Regions from separate parts of the Mus musculus genome. Here all the other regions are linked to region 3. A link is a contact called in public ChIA-PET and HiChIP or PLAC-seq data. All regions are on one chromosome and are shown on one strand. Each heading gives the region's core, a stretch centred on a gene start, on an enhancer-like site or on the middle of the called end of the contact. The rest is flanking DNA. Distances are from core to core; before and after follow the strand shown.

Region 1 (2,700 bases), core at 163-2,662, 470 kb after region 3:
GTGCTTTCAACTCCTCCATCTGGTTCTTGATTTGTCTTTTCTGTAATCCTTTTAACCAGTCCACACTGTAAGGGTTTCCCAGGGTTATGTGAGCCACTCAGCAGATAAGACCTGAGGAGTCAGACCTGAGGAGGTAGTAGCAACTTAGAGCTGGTTACTCATAGTTGTCATGTGAAAAGAGGGCAGTGCTGAAGGATGGAGCTCCTAGCCCATGATCTCTGATTGTATCTGCAGGTACACAGTGTAAGAAGTGACTTAGAATGTAAGACATCTAAACTAATGTCTGCTGAAGAATTTCTTGATTTGTGATGAAAACTTCTCTCATGCAACTGGTATCTGAAATATGTGAGTGAGAGAAATACCTGGAGGTATTTCATATTCTGAGTATAATATGCCTTTTGTAGATACATTTTTTGTTCTAAATCTTGAATGTGAATACTGTATGCCTAAATTTTTCTTGCTATTAGAAGATGCTAATATCTTCTTGTCTAAACTGACAAAAGATTAAGCAAAACCCAGATTCGATCTGGGATGAAGTCACATGAGGAATCACATTGTCATCAAACTATTTTTATTGGAGAAAAGACTGTGGCAAAAACCTGGTAGTATTCAAAGAAATTATTCAAGCTCAACATGGGTAGACTCAAGGCTGTTCTGTATGAAGATCAGAGGTCTTACTAACCAACTGAGGAAATTCATTGTAAGCATCACTTCCTTATGTGGCTCACTAGGCAGATTATACTCCCCATGGAGAAGTGAAGGTGGATTAGATCATCATTATTCATCCTGGAAAATAGAGCAAGGATGAACGATGGGAAAAGTAGTTTCCTCCCCTTTGGGGGAATTGAGATGTTAAGGAGAAGGGAGAAGTTCCTCTGGTGTAAGTTGATCAAGGTTCATTGATACGTGGATGGTGTTCATAAACAAGGATGGGGCCTACTGGCTGATTTTAGATCTCTGGTCACAATTTTAGTATGATTTGAAATTCTTGTAACTGGTGTATCAGAAGCAACTTCATTTTTATCTCTTGTTAAACTTCCTCAATGGCCCCTTCCCTACTTCTAGATGAAAACTGGAAGGTAGCCAATGCTGACAGATATGAAATAAACAGTGGTCACATGAAGTTCTAAGTTCAGTTCCTTGTGATTGTGTTTTCTCTCTTCTTCCACTTAGGGCCTTCTGCAGGCTAGAATGTGTACTCTGGGGAGGAAATATATAATCATCTACTTCTCTCCTTTCCAGTATCCTCTTTATCTGCCTAGTAGTTAGTCTTACTGAACCCTTCTTTGAAATATAAAGAGAAAGGAAAGAAACTGTGGATAGAAAAGTTCTTGACCAGAACTATTATAAGATTGTTCCAGATTCTCTGCATAAATCTCTTTCTCACTAGCACTTTCATGAAGTCATTAAGGAACCCCTGGTGATTTTTCTGTGATTCTTGTTCCCTTGGTATTGCTTTCAATTCCTCTAGATTTGCTAGGGCCAATGCTCTTCAGTTTTATGTGGAAGATAAGTGTGTTGTGTTTCAATAGTCTCTACTATGTTACCCTAAATTGCATTAGTGTTCTCCTAAGAGTTGGACAGCTATTGCTCTATGTTCCTGGTTGTTAGGGGACACATGTCAAGCTGTCTGAGTAGTCCTATTGAAGTCTTTCTCATTGGCTTAATTTCCTGTTTATTGCATTCCTCTTTGTGGGTTCTTCCCTGACCCATTCTTTTGCTAAAGTACATCCCCAACTTGTTCTTTCATTAAGCACCCATCAGTTTTTAAATGGCTTTATTATGGCAGTGCTGTTTAGCTGGGTATAAAAACTCATGTTGATCTCTCCCTTTAATGCTAGAAGACACACCTCTATGGTCTTTGAGAATATTCTGCTGAAAAGGGGAGTCTGCCATTAGGATATTTTAAATCATGCATCTATGCATTTTGTTAGCTTTTAGATTTTTCTTCTTTAAATGATATATCCTTTTTTCTACAACTTTGCTATATTGTGTCATGGTTAATCTTATTTTTATATTTCATTCTGTTGGGAACAAACAAAAGAAAATTATTCTAAGTACTACCATTTCATTTTCAGACTTGATTTAATCATAGGGAGAAAGTAAATTTAAGGTCCCAGGCCCTAGGGGAAGCTGGGGACTTTCCTATAGCTGAGCAGCTTCTACTGTAAACAGTTGTATGAGTCCAGTCATCTCAGGAACAACTTGTAACGAGACAGTTATCTAAGTCCAGCCATGTTAGGGGCCAACTTTTCCATCTTACTGGCAGCGTCAAATAAGTTCATGTTTTCAGGCCTAGGAACAAACACCTATCCAACTTCTCCAAATGTTTTCTTAATTGTCTGTTAACTGGTAAAGAATATAGAAATTGTTATCTAAACCAAGGTGCATAAGCTATAAAAATATATAATCAAATTGCCTATTAGTCCCTAATTAACTACATGCAGCTAACCCATCCCTTTGTCCCCCTATCACTCTGAGATCTGGACCTAATGTCTAGGAGAATGAATTAAGGACCTTGAAGCCAGGTGCACTAGATACATCCCAGTCTCTAATGGGTACTCTCTTGCTTAACCTATAATGTCAAAATACAATTGGATGGCACTGCAGTTCTTCTCAGTTCCCCCTTTCTTTGTGTTCCCATCTTTTTAAAATGTCATATAATTTCCCTTCAGGGACACAGTTCAAATCCCAAACTGC
Region 2 (2,700 bases), core at 113-2,612, 290 kb after region 3:
AACCACACTGCCACCTTTCCAGAGCTGCAAGGATGTCTCGTTTTGTAGAGGAAACTGAACTTTCAAAGAGCTGATCTAGCTGGTGCACGCTAAGCTGACCAACTCCAGGCTGAGACGAAAGCCCACTTCCCAGCCTTGGTGACCCCATAACACATCTGCCCTGGTAAAGAAATATATTACACATGGGACTTGAAATATCATATTGCACATGAGCCTTCATCTGTCTGAGCACCCAGGCCACCTTTAAGACCAGCCAGCCAGCTCCAGGAGGCTGCTTGCACTGTTAGAAGATACATGTGTGTTGTGAGCATTTCCTACTTGGTGACCAGGCAAAAATGATACCTACCGTTCATTATTCAGAGTCATTCTTGGGGGATCCAGGTTGGGGTTCTCCATGGACTCCATCTGTGGACACCTCAGGAAGTAGTAGAGTGTGTGGAGAGCATCGGGGGACCACGTGATGGGCTGTGGTGGCTGGCGGGCCTGGCGAGCAGGGCTGGTGCCTGGGCACAGGGGGTGGCGGCCCTGCATGTGGTGCATGGCTCGAGAGACCAGATCACCTGGGAAGGGGGAAAAGGACAAGTCTGAGCTCCCAGCCCACATTCTCCTAGGGTAGCAGCTCCCTCACTTAGTGTAATTACTGTTTACCCCAGAGTCCACAGGCTGAGGAGGAGACTGTCACCTAGATGCACAATAGCAATTTGGTTTCCCTTTCATTTCCAGTCTTGCCTTAACAGCTGAATTACAAACACTTGGCAGGGCTGTCTTCCTCCAGAACTTATGCTAATGTGGTTTCCTTTTCAACATCTCCACTCTCTCCACCGCCCTAGGGGCCTTCCCTCAGTTCTCTGACCATGGGAACCAGCCAAAGCACGGGCCCTGTGGAGAGTCTCCCTTATGCTCTCGTGTGCAAACCCTGGGACTTTGGAAGATAATGGCTGCCACCATCCATTGGACACTCAACAATTCATTATAAACTCAACTCAGTCCTTACAGCGCTAAGGGTCAAGTCAGAGGCACTGAGACTTATTTGCTGAACATATCCTGACTCCATGCGTTCTGGTCACAAAGAAGCTGCAGTGAAGTATGTGGGCTGTCGGCTAGGTGACTCCAAAGCCCATGAACTTCACTGTGATAAGGGCTCTACCCTGCCTTACTGGAATCTGTGGGGTCACAGGGCCCCATATCCTGTGTTGTGTTTCTGTCTTAGTCTTTTCAACATCCTAGCAGCCCCTGACAGGAAATGTGCCATCATTGTGTGAGGCCACAATGCTGAGAAAGGATGGTCTAAAACCGCCCCACGCACCTGCAGGCGCCTCTGTTCTAGAACAAGCGCTGCCTTTGTGTTCTCCAAGCCTGAGAGCTCAGGGCGTCTCTGCTGTGGGCTAGCCGCCCCGAACTCACAGAAGTCTCTCACAGATGGCCCTACCCACAGGAAGCCTTAGGGACTCAGCTAACTCTACAGAATAGCAGCAAGCATCAGGGTCTAACTGTGCATATGACGTAACTCAATCAGCGAGACAATTCATTACTTTAACTAGTCAGCTTCCACCTCTCAGCTAATGGGTGTCTGATTCGGTATTTCTTGTGTTCCAGAGTCCTGCAGAGTCTCCCTCACACAAGCTGCTCAGAAATGCCTGATGAGTAGAGGAAGTGGTACTGTGCACGCATTTCATTTTCATATACTACAACAGCTAAGGACTGACTTAAGCCTATTGACTGCCAAATTCTCCCAGTACAGTCACAGATAGCAACTAGCTACAAGCAGGGACGAATGACCACAACTGGAACACCCCACCCAGAAAGAGTCCTTCAGGTACTATCCCCAACCAAGGTGCACACTGTCTCTTCCCTGCTGATTCTCATTCCCCAAATCACAGTTAGTTGCCTGGGGACTCTTGCCAATTCCAGGGCCAAAAGTGTTGGTGAGAGTGGGGTCCCGATACTGACCCATGTCCACAGACTTTTGATTTCATTAGTCTGGGGCAGGATCTGACACCTTTAATATGTAAAATCATTTGGTGCCTTGAATACTCAGCCTTAAAAACCATCACTGAGAAACCTGATCAGAGCTGATACTCCAGACTCCAATACCTGTGGCTTCAGATCGAAGGTCAGCTACTTCTAGTCTGTGTACCTTAAATAATGGTCAGAGCCTCAGTTTCCTTGTCTGTGAAATGGAGATGCTAGCACATAATCAATTTAGAGGAGTCAAAGGAATAATAATTGAGACACACTTAACCGCTTTGGAACCAACCCTTATTTATTAAAGCTGAGGATAACACCAGCATCATTGACATCCTGTTATCAACATCCCTCCATCCTTCCTGAGCCTCCTGAAGTCCTCAGGACCACTACCTACAGCCACACACTGCCCCACAGTTTCCAAGACAAGAGGAATCTGGTGCTGCAATGCCAGATCCCAGCCCTGCCCTAGGGCTCCTGGGTGGCAGAAACTGGCATCAAAAGCAGCAGGAGGCTGTGCTTTTTCCAGCAGCCAGTACCAGCTGAGTTGGTGGCAGAAAGCCGAAACCTGGCTCCCTTTTCTCTGGTCTAAATGTCATAACAGTTGGCGAAACACAGGACTACAAGAAAGAGAAATCAAAGTGTCTGAGATAGCATCGAAGAGATGCTGTGCTGAGATACTGTTCCAAGAGCTGGACAGGGTGAAAGCCATCAGCGCGGGTGATTGTTATCCTT
Region 3 (2,700 bases), core at 64-2,563:
ACAGCTAATGACTCTTAAAAGGGCATTTGTGTGGACGTGGAAAAAAAAAAACCGATACCTTCGTTCCTGGCTCCCCTTGTTAAGGCTAGAGAATGGGCTAGGAGGGTACAGGCTGTGGAATGGGGAAGGGAGGGGGGGCTGTTCTTTGCAAACCAGCGCAAAGCTCAGAGCACTAGACAGTACATGCTCATTAAAGCTCTGGTTCGCTGACACACACACACACAGCCCTTCTGAGAGTTCGATGAGATTCTGCTCCCTAGAAAAACATACTAGACAGAAAAAAAAATGTGCACTAACTTTCGAGGTTCACATGCCCGCACTAGGAAACTCAGGGGAGGGGCGAACATGTACCGGGAGGAACGACAGATTAGCAATTCTAGAAGTCTCTGGAGGCCAGAACCAGTTCCCAGGTGGACAAGCGGACCTCATCAACTGTCCGCTCTACTCCGGGCCTGGTAGGAGAGTCGACGTCGGAGACCCCGGGATGTTCTAGTTGGGATGCCCCCCTTTCCAAGGCCAAATGGACAAAAAGGAAGGGAACCTGGAGAGGGTGGGACGAAAAGGGAGAAGGCAGAATCTTGTCCTCCACTCTCCCTGCCCTGCACCTGTGCCTCAGAGCTCCGGGTGCCAGCTCCTGGGCAAACTTTCTGGCCCTGGTAAAGGTTTGGGGAGCTTTCCAGATAGCCCGGAGCGGTCCGCAGGGTCGATCCCAGTTACAGCTTCCGCCGCCCAGTCCCTCTCGGTGTTTCCAGAGTCACCCGCGAGGAAAGAGAACCCCTGGGAGACGGAGGGATCAAGGGCACGCTGCGGGCGCGCACCTGGAGTCAGCCCCTCGCGCCTAGCCTGGGACCCTGTTTGGGGTGCCGGAACAGAAGCGCCACACTTACTCAGACGGGTCCAGGCTCTTCCTTTCGATGGCCGAGGACATTGGGGAGGGGGGCGGCGTGCCGGGCGGCGGGGGCGCTCCCTTTGTGGCGCGTGGCTGGCTAGCTGCCTGGACTCGGACCCCCTCGGGTGCTCGGGCGCCGCCGCTCCTGCGCCTCCTCTTGCTCGGTCGCTCCGCTGGCGAGCTCGCCCCTCCACGCTCAAGGACAGTCACCGCGCTCCCTTCAAACGCCAAAGAGAGAGAGCGAATCATCCAGCTGCCCGGCGCGCGGCGGCCAAGGCAGGGGGCCGGGGAGCAGCCCGGCCTCCCTCCGGTGGCTGCGACAGCTGCCGCTGCTCAGGACTTAACCTTCCATCCCGGTCCCGCTGCCGTCACCACAGCCGCCGCCGCCGCCGCCCGGTCCCGATCGCGCGCAGTAGCCGGCTCCGCCCGGTCGCCCCGAGCCCCTCGCACCTTCGCCGGGGTCGGGGCGCCGGGGGCAGTGAGGGGGCGGCGGCCTGGGGGCGGGGAGCTGACCGCGCGGCTCTCCCCAGGCTCCCTCCTCTCTCGCGAAGGTCTATTTTCGCTCAGCTTCCCTCTGTCTCTGGTTTCATTTCCTTTTTCCTGATCACGATTCAAATACAATAGAAGGAAATCACATTTAAAGAGACAGCTGCCCGCCCCCTCCCCCCTTTTTTTCTTCCTTTTTTTTTTTTTTTTTAAACGGGGCTCCTGGGGATTAGCAATCCAAATAGCGGCGGCGGCGGCGGCGGCGGCGGCAGCGGCAGCAGCAGCAACGGCGACAGCGGCAGCCCTGACTTGGCTTCTTAAAAGGGCCCGCGGCAGAGACCGAGAGTCTCCCCTGAGCCCCTCTCCTGGGGCAAGAATCCCGCTGCCACTAAACTGTCTTTTTCAGAGTTCCCCTTCTTCTGCCTTTCCCTTTGGCCTCAGGCTGAAAGTAACCACTCGCCCGTTCCAGCAGGAAAGAAAAGACAAGAATGTGAAATAAGCACCTGCAGAAATGCAAGCGTTGCTAATGGCTGGCTAGCGCGCGCTCGTCTCGGGTTCGAGGTCCCAAGTCCACAGTCGTGGTGCTCTGCGATGCCCGAGACAGTGCGGCTCTGCTGGCGGCAAGCTAGTAGCTGCGACTGCTCTCCAGAGAGGGGCGCAAGCTGTGTGACCAGGAACCTCACGCGCTAGGTGCGCCTGAGCAGAGCTGGGGGCAGCTAATCCCGCAGGGAGGGTGTCTGGGAGGGACCACGTTGTCCGGGTCTCCTCTCCATCTGCTGGCGGCAGAATTCCCTCCCCTAGCCTCTTTCAAAGAGCGAACTCCAGCGGTGAGGCTGGCCCTCTCTGTAAAGTATCAGCAGCAATACTTGCTTGGACCGGAGGAAGTTCCTTCCCGATAAAAAGACTTTCAGTTATTACTTACTATTATTTTGTCTTATATAAAACAAAGAAAAGGGCAGGTTTCTCCTTCAAGCTTGAAGACAAGTTCTAGAAGGAGAAAGAAATACAGAAGGGAAGAGATGGATTCCAGCTAGCTACTTTTCAGGAGAAAAACCTAGGTCCCCCTGGGCCTTGAGTTCCTTGAAACTGAGTCCAGAAATGATCGTTCAAGGCCCGTTAGCTTATGATGATGACAGTCTTCAGGTTTGTAAAGAGGAAAGTCCCGAGTGCTCTCAGAATCCATTGTTTAGTAAGAACAGCCCGGATCAAAGACATAGGCATTTCAGCCCCAATTTAAAGATTGCTTTAATAACCTAGACCAGCTCACCCCGGAAGATGATAGTCAGAAATGAATTCCCGGATTCCCCGTACTGAGCAAAGTCCTC

The links. ChIA-PET counts read pairs in DNA pulled down with a chosen protein or histone mark. HiChIP or PLAC-seq counts read pairs in DNA pulled down with a chosen protein or histone mark.
Region 1: an H3K4me3 HiChIP or PLAC-seq map of bone marrow-derived macrophages shows a contact between it and region 3, with 3 times the contacts expected there. The contact joins the enhancer-like site here to the promoter of Lmo2 in region 3. A contact is called at or near these places in 5 of 115 datasets of contacts at active chromatin or transcription factors (bone marrow-derived macrophages, embryonic forebrain, embryonic midbrain and 2 more).
Region 2: a contact with region 3 is called in an RNA polymerase II ChIA-PET map of memory CD8 T cells, with 7 read pairs. The contact joins the enhancer-like site here to the promoter of Lmo2 in region 3. A contact is called at or near these places in 2 of 115 datasets of contacts at active chromatin or transcription factors (memory CD8 T cells and stem cell-derived neural progenitor cells) and 1 of 9 other capture datasets (adipose tissue).

The regions. Positions count from the first base shown.
Region 1 is chr2:103,503,018-103,505,717 of GRCm38.p6, reverse strand. No RefSeq gene overlaps it. Among named protein-coding and RNA genes, the nearest start is that of Cat, 19 kb to the right of the region's middle. Within about 2 kb of position 1,412, at least 8 of the 459 cell types and tissues checked have an H3K27ac peak or open chromatin away from gene starts, as enhancers often do. A contact at or near this core is called in bone marrow-derived macrophages, where this site is marked.
Region 2 is chr2:103,681,138-103,683,837 of GRCm38.p6, reverse strand. It overlaps Abtb2 (ankyrin repeat and BTB (POZ) domain containing 2), which reads right to left. Exons shown (of 17, transcript NM_178890.3): 3 at 347-560. Among named protein-coding and RNA genes, the nearest start is that of Nat10, 79 kb to the left of the region's middle. Within about 2 kb of position 1,362, at least 128 of the 459 cell types and tissues checked have an H3K27ac peak or open chromatin away from gene starts, as enhancers often do. A contact at or near this core is called in adipose tissue, memory CD8 T cells and stem cell-derived neural progenitor cells, where this site is marked.
Region 3 is chr2:103,968,900-103,971,599 of GRCm38.p6, reverse strand. It overlaps Lmo2 (LIM domain only 2), which reads right to left and starts at 1,313. Exons shown (of 3, transcript NM_008505.4): 1 at 888-1,313. The coding sequence starts at 1,138. The region is part of intron 1 of Gm38515 (a long non-coding RNA gene); the gene reads left to right.